Regions from separate parts of the Anser cygnoides genome. Here region 2 is linked to region 1. A link is a contact called in public Hi-C data. All regions are on one chromosome and are shown on one strand. Each heading gives the region's core, a stretch centred on a gene start, on an enhancer-like site or on the middle of the called end of the contact. The rest is flanking DNA. Distances are from core to core; before and after follow the strand shown.

Region 1 (3,332 bases), core at 349-2,848:
AACCTAATTAATTAACCGCCCTAATTAACCGAGCGGGGACCCCCACCCCGCCGGCTCCGCCCGGATGTTGCTGCTGCTGCTGCTGCTGCAAGGGGTTTTGGGGTAAAAACGCGGGGTTTTGGGGTCCGCCGCGGCCCTGGGGACGTGGTGGCGACGGTGCGGCGCCCCCCGCCCCCCCCAGCCCCGCAACCACGCGCGCGGTGCGCGCGCCCCCCCTGCCTGCGCTCCGCGCACTGCACCGCTTTGCAGCCACCGAGCTGCAGGCGCCGCAGCCGCCACGAGGCTCTGCACTGCCCCGAGGGCGTGCACGGCACTGCTGCAATGCCGGGCACCCCCCTGGGTGCACCCTCGCAACGCCGTGCACCCCCTAAGCGCACCCTCGCAATGCCACGCACCCCCACGGGTGCACCCTTGCAACGTCGGGCACGCTTTGCAATGCCGGGCATGCTTTGCAACGCCCCGCGTCTCCATTCGTACACCCTTGCAAGACCGTGCACCCCCCCACCGGTGCACCCTTGCAATGCCGGGCACCCTTTGCAGCACCGTGCTTTTCCATTCATGCACCCTCACCGTGCCATGCACCCCCACTGGGGCACCCTTGCAATATGGGGCACCCCCCTAAGCGCACCCTTGCAATGTCAGGCACCCCTTGCAAGTATGTGGAACTCCATACGTGCGCCCTTGCAACGCTGGGCACCCCTTGCAATGCTGCGCACCCCCGCAGGTGCACCCTTCATTAATTTAATGCCCCAAATAGGGGCACCCTTGCAATGCTATGGACCCCCATAAGTGCACCCTTGCAACACCAAGCAGTGCTTTGCACCCCTATAGCTCCACCCTTACAATAAGGGGCATCCCCCTAAGCGCACCCTTGCAACGCCATGCACCCCCGTAGGTGCACCCTTGCAACACCGAGCACCCCTTGCAATGCCTTGCACCCCCATAGCACCACCCTTACAATATGGGGCATCCCCCTAAGCGCACCCTTGCAATGTCGGGCACCCCTTGCAACACCGGGCACCGCCATTAGGTGCACCCTTGCGGTGTCATGCATCCCCATAGGTGCACCCTTGCAACGTGGGCACCCCTTGCAAGGCCGTGCACCCCCACATGTGCACCCTTGCAAGGCCGCGCACGCTTGCAATGCCGTGCACCCCCACGCTGCACCCTCGCCATGCCGTGCACCCCCATCGGTGCACCCTTGCAACGCCGTGCACCCCCAAACGTGCACCCTTGCAACGCCGTGCACCCTTGCAATGCCGTGCACCCCCCCCATAGGAGCACCCTTGCAACGCCGGACGCACCTATAGGTGCCCCCCCCGCCCCGTTCTGCCCCCCCCGAGCACCACTCCCCCCCCCCCGCCCCCCCTCCCCAGGGGGTGGCCGCTGCAGAGGGCCCGCACGGCGCATGCGCCCCCCTCCCTTCCCCCCCCTCCTCCCCGGGGGGGGGGGGGGGGGCGGGGGTCGGCGCTAGGACCCCGCGGAGCCCCGCGGCCCCCCCACCCCAGGGCGGAGGGGGACGGGGGGGGCATGAATGGGGCCGTGAGAGCCGCGGGGGCGCCACGTGACGGCGGGGAGCCAATCGCGGCGCGGGTGACGTAGCGCGTGGCTCCCTTTTTCTGCCCTGGGATGTTTTTTTTCTTTTTTTGCCCCAAACCGGGGCTTTTGGGGGGGCCGGGCAGGGCGGATGACGACGGGCCGGGACCGGGGGGCGCGGCCCCGCTCGGGGGCTGCTCAGGTGAGTGCCGGGGGGGGGGGGGGGGTGTGACCTCACCCCCCCCTTTTTCTTTTTTTTTTTAATTTTTTTTTTATTTTTTTCCCCCATAAAACCCACCCGCGGGGGGGGGGGGAGGAGGCGGCCACGTGGGGCGGCGCCGTCAATCAAACCGAAGTCCCGCCCCCCCCGCCGCCGCCGGGCCCGGCGGCCAATGGGAGGCGCGGGCGGCGGTGACGGGCAGGCGGCGCGGGTGGGGGGGGGCGGCGCGGGGCGGCTCCGTGCGCGGCGGTTTGGGGCGAAAAGCGCCATGTTTGGGTGTTCGCGCGGGGGCGGCGGCGGGCAGGGCCCGCGGGGCCCAAAGTGCTGTGTCACGGCGTGGCGGCTGCGGGGGGGGGGGGGGGTCCCCTTTACCCGGTCCCTTCTCCTCGGTCCCTTTCGAGCCCCCCCCCACCAGCGCCACCACCACGCTGCAGGATGCCAGCGGGGGTCTCCCCGCTGCCCACGCGTGTCCGGGACCGCCGTGGGGTCCCCCCCCTAAAAAAAAATCTTTCGAGGGGGAACCGGGGGCAAGGAGGGGGAACCGGGAGCGGCTGGGGCTGGGGCTGCGCACCCCGCGAGGGGGGTGAGGGCCTCGGCCGGGGGGGGGTGCCGAGGTTTGCGTGGGGGGTCTCGTGTTCGCCGTGGGGGTCCCGAGGCTGCCATGGAGGTCTGCGGGGGGGGGGGGGGGGGGGGGGTTGAGGTCGCCGTGGGGGTCCCGAAGCTGCCGTGGGGGTGCTGGGGCCGGGCTGAGCAGCGTGGAGCCGGGGCGGGCACCCCCCCCCCCGGCTGGCCTTAGGGGGGGTGAGGGAGCCCCCCCCACGCGTGTCACGGAGCCGCGTGGGCTCCCCTCAGGGCTGCGGGCAGCCCCCGGGCACCGAGCCCCGCTTATAGGGGGGGTCACCGGCACCCCTCGGGCTCCGCGTGGGGGCCGCGGGTGGGAGCCGGCCCCGTGGAGCCCTGGGGGTCCCGTGGGGATCCCGTGGGGGCTGCGGGCGGCGGGGCCGGGGGCGGCGGAGCGCCGGGCCCGGCCGCGCTCATTGTCCGCCGCCGCCGCACAAAATGGCCGCCGCCCCCTCCCTTCCCCCTCCCCCCCCCCCCCCCCCCCCTCCTCCTTCGCCGGCCGGGCGCGCGACAACAACAGCCAACGGCGGGCGCCGCCCCCACGTGACCCGCCAGCCAATGGCGCCGCAACGAATGGCAGCGGCGGCCAATGGGCGGCGGCGCCGCCGAGCTCTGTCGGCTGCGGGCGCCGGGCGGAAGGGCGGGGGAGCGCGGCGCCGAGTGAGCGACGCGCCGGGCGGCCAATGGGAGAGCCGCGCCACGAACGCTTCCGCCCAATGAGGCCGCGGCGGGGCGGGCAGGGGCGGGGGGGTGATGTCAGCGCCGCCGCCGCCCAATGAGGGGCCGGCTGGTGTCTATATAAGGGCGGCCGGGGGCAGGCCGAGAGGCGCCATTTCGCGGGGACGAAGGACGGAGCGGGTCGGGCCCGGTGCGCGCGGGGGGCGGCCCCAAACCGGATCCATCCTCCGCCGGGCGGCCCAGCCCCCGCCTCCGCGCTCCCGGAGGGCTCCGCCGG
Region 2 (3,267 bases), core at 13-2,512, 170 kb before region 1:
GACATGGAGGGATGCAGGGAAGATGGGGACAGGGGGAAAATGGGGACATGGCAGGGGGGATATGGAGGGATATGGGGGGACATAAAAGATAGGGAGGGACATTGGGGACACAGGAGACATAGGGGAGCATGGGGGGGACATGGGGACATAGAGGGAAATGGAGACATGGGGGGAATTGGGACATCAGGGGGAACATGGGGGACATGGTTGGACACAGGGGGACATAGGGGGGCACTGAGGGACATGGCAGAAACATGGGGAATGGGGAGGGACATGGGGGACACAGGAGACATTGAGGGGCAGGGGGGACACTGGAGGCATGGGGGCTCCAGGGAAGAGGTGTAGGGTGACATGGGAAGGGGAGACCCAAAGGATGTAGGGGCACGTGTCCTTGTGTCCCCACAGCCCACAGGGACATTTTTGTGTCCCTGTGTGCCGTGAGGGTGTCCTCAATCCCGCTACCCCGTAGCAATGTCCCAGAGTCCTTATGCTCCACAAGGATGTCCCCTAGTGCCCCCATGCCCCCAGTGCCCCCATGTCCCAGTACCTCAATGTGCAGGAGCTGGTTGAAGTCATTGTGGGATGCAAGGGAGAAGGGGGTCGGGGGTGCACAGGGCCCTGCCCCACGGCTGCCTTCAGGCCACGCTGTCACTGTCCCGGTCACCGGCCCCACAGCTGCCACCAGCAGCCCCAGGGGTGCCCCAAGAGCCGCACGCCGAGGGGCCACCAGCACAAGCCTGGGGGAGGCATTGCCTGACCCATGGCTGCCACCAGCCCCAGAGCTGCTTCTTAGCCCCCCCTGTCCCACAGGTAGTTGTCCCACCGTCCCTCACAGACCCCATAAGCACCCTGATGCCACAGTCCCCATAGAGGTCCATAACCCCTCCCAGATCCCATTGGAACCCCATACAGCCCCAGACCTGTAACCCCCCCCCCCCCCCCAGCCACACAGGTGCACAGTAATCCCCCACCATTCCCACAGGGCTCCATAGCACCCGAACCCCATAGCTGCCCCATAGTTGCTCCCAGTCCCACAGCCTCCCCAGCCCCATAGCTGCCCTGTAGTCTCTCACAGACCTTGTAGGGCCTTCATAGTCCCCACCAGCCCCGCAGATGCCCCACAGTCACCCCCAACCCCATAGCCCACCCTCCCAGTCCCATAGGTGCCTCATAGCCCCATACTCAGGGTCCTGGGCATTGCCCTCCATCAGTGGCAGGAAGGAGAGGAGGAGGAGGAGGCCAAAGGCCCAGCAAGACCCCATGGCACTGATGTTGTGAGGCTGCCAGGGCCAGGGACACAAAGACACTGGAGTGAGGGTCAATCATTAACTGGGGGGGGGGCGGATGTCTAGGTTCACCCACAGGCCCCAAGGGCATCGACCCTGATCAAGGATCCACGTGGATGAGGGGAAACAGAAGGGGAGGGTGCTGTGGGGAAATGGGATATGAGTGTCTATGGGGCAGTGGGGGGGGGGGGGGGGCTACGGGGCTCTGGAGGGTATGGGACCCTAGGAGGCAGGGGGAAAATGAGGAATCTATGGGCAAGGGGGGAAATGGGTGTCCCATGGGTTCTGTGAGGTGCAATGGGGAGAAGCTCAGGTTCTAGACCATCTAAAGAAACTAAAGGTGCACAAGGCCGTGGGACCTGATGAGATACATTTGTGAGTCTTGAAGAAACTGTTGAATATATCTGCTCAGCCACTGCCCACTATAATCGAGAAGCTGTGGCAGCCCAATGAAATTTCCACTGACTGGAAGAGGGGAAACATAACACCCATTTTTAAAAAGGAAAAAAAAAAAAAAAAGAAGACCCAGGGAACTACAAGCCAGTCAGTCTCACCTTTGTGCCCAGCCAAATAGCAGAGCAGATTCTCCTGGAAATTAGCCAAGGCTGATGGAGGTCATAGAGGTGATTGGTGACAGCCAACACGGCTCCACTAAGGGCAGATTGCGTCTCGCAATGCTCGGGACCGGGATCTGTCCAGCAACCGGTGACGTCAGGAGAGCTTCCAGCTGCCATTCGAAGACGAAATTTCCACGGTGCCCACGGGGGGGCAACGGGGGTGGGGCTGCTGCTGCTGGGAGTCCTGGTCCTGAGCCCAGCAGCATGAGGCGCGTGGGGCTGGGGTGTTCTGGGGTGCCCCTTTCCCCTCCTGATGGCCCTAATTTCCCCCAGAGCCACAGTCCAATCTGATCCCCATCGTGGCGGGGGTGGCCGTCACCATCACGTCTGTCATCGCTGCCCTGGTCGGATTCGCTGTCTGGAAGAGCAAGCAGGGTAAAGTCCCTGGGCGGGAGAGGCAGAGGGGTGCGGGAGGAAGGCAGGGGCTGGAGGGGCTGTATGAGGAGCTGGGGCACCTTTGGGAGGCCCCCAGACTGGCCGTGACATGTGGCTGGTGCTGATGTCCCCAGCCTCTGCCTGGCACTGGGGCAATCTTGGGGCTCTGGTTATTTCTTCGGGCACCCAGCACAGTGGTGCCATCCTCCACTTCGGGCGCTGATGAGGCTCCTCTGTCAGCTCCTGGGCCGGGGCTCAGTGCTGCTCCTCTCTCACAGGCAGAAACAGAGGATCCAAAAAGTCAATCACGGGTATGGTGCAGGACCGGGGGTTCAGGCTGGAGCCCTACGGAGCTTGGGTTGGGAGGGGAGGAGGGGGAGGGGGGGGCTCAGCTCGCTGTGTTAAAATAATTGGCTGAAAACTAAAGATATTAAAGTGAACTATCCATGAACTATCCTCATTATAATAGAAAGAAAATATCATTGGCTGGGAGACCCCAGCCCAACAAGAGATCCTTCCCCTCTGAGGACGTGCAGAATGATTTTGTCAAGTCAGCCGTACGCTAATTAGAAGTTAGAGGATTGTACTAACTAATTCTAATTCTAATTCTAATTCTAATTCTAATTCTAATTCTAATTCTAATTCTAATTCTAATTCTAATTCTAATTCTAATTCTAATTCTAATTCTAATTCTAATTCTAATTCTAATTCTAATTCTAATTCTAATTCTAATTCTAATTCTAATTCTAACTCTAATTCTAATTCTAACTCTAACTCTAACTCTAACTCTAATTCTAATTCTAATTCTAATTCTAATTCTAATTCTAATTCTAATTCTAATAACTGATTAGAAGTTAAAGGATTGTACTAACATGTGAATGTAGTAATAAGAGACAAGTGAGGCACGGAGGTCTTCCAGCTTAGAGGGAAACCTCCTGGCGCCCAGACTTGTGGAATTCTGAAATAAACACTGTCTCGATCTAGTGTGT

What was found. A called contact is a pair of places that touch in the nucleus more often than the background predicts.
Region 2: a Hi-C map of liver shows a contact between it and region 1, with 15 times the contacts expected there. The contact joins the promoter of LOC106049849 here to the promoter of BRD2 in region 1. A contact is called at or near these places in 2 of 7 Hi-C or Micro-C datasets (both in liver).

The regions. Positions count from the first base shown.
Region 1 is chr35:852,947-856,278 of Taihu_goose_T2T_genome, reverse strand. BRD2 (bromodomain containing 2) reads left to right here and starts at 1,598. Exons shown (of 12, transcript XM_066986675.1): 1 at 1,598-1,738.
Region 2 is chr35:1,024,676-1,027,942 of Taihu_goose_T2T_genome, reverse strand. LOC106049849 (complement C4-like) reads right to left here and starts at 1,262. Exons shown (of 41, transcript XM_048056124.2): 1 at 1,183-1,262; 2 at 548-737. The coding sequence starts at 1,262.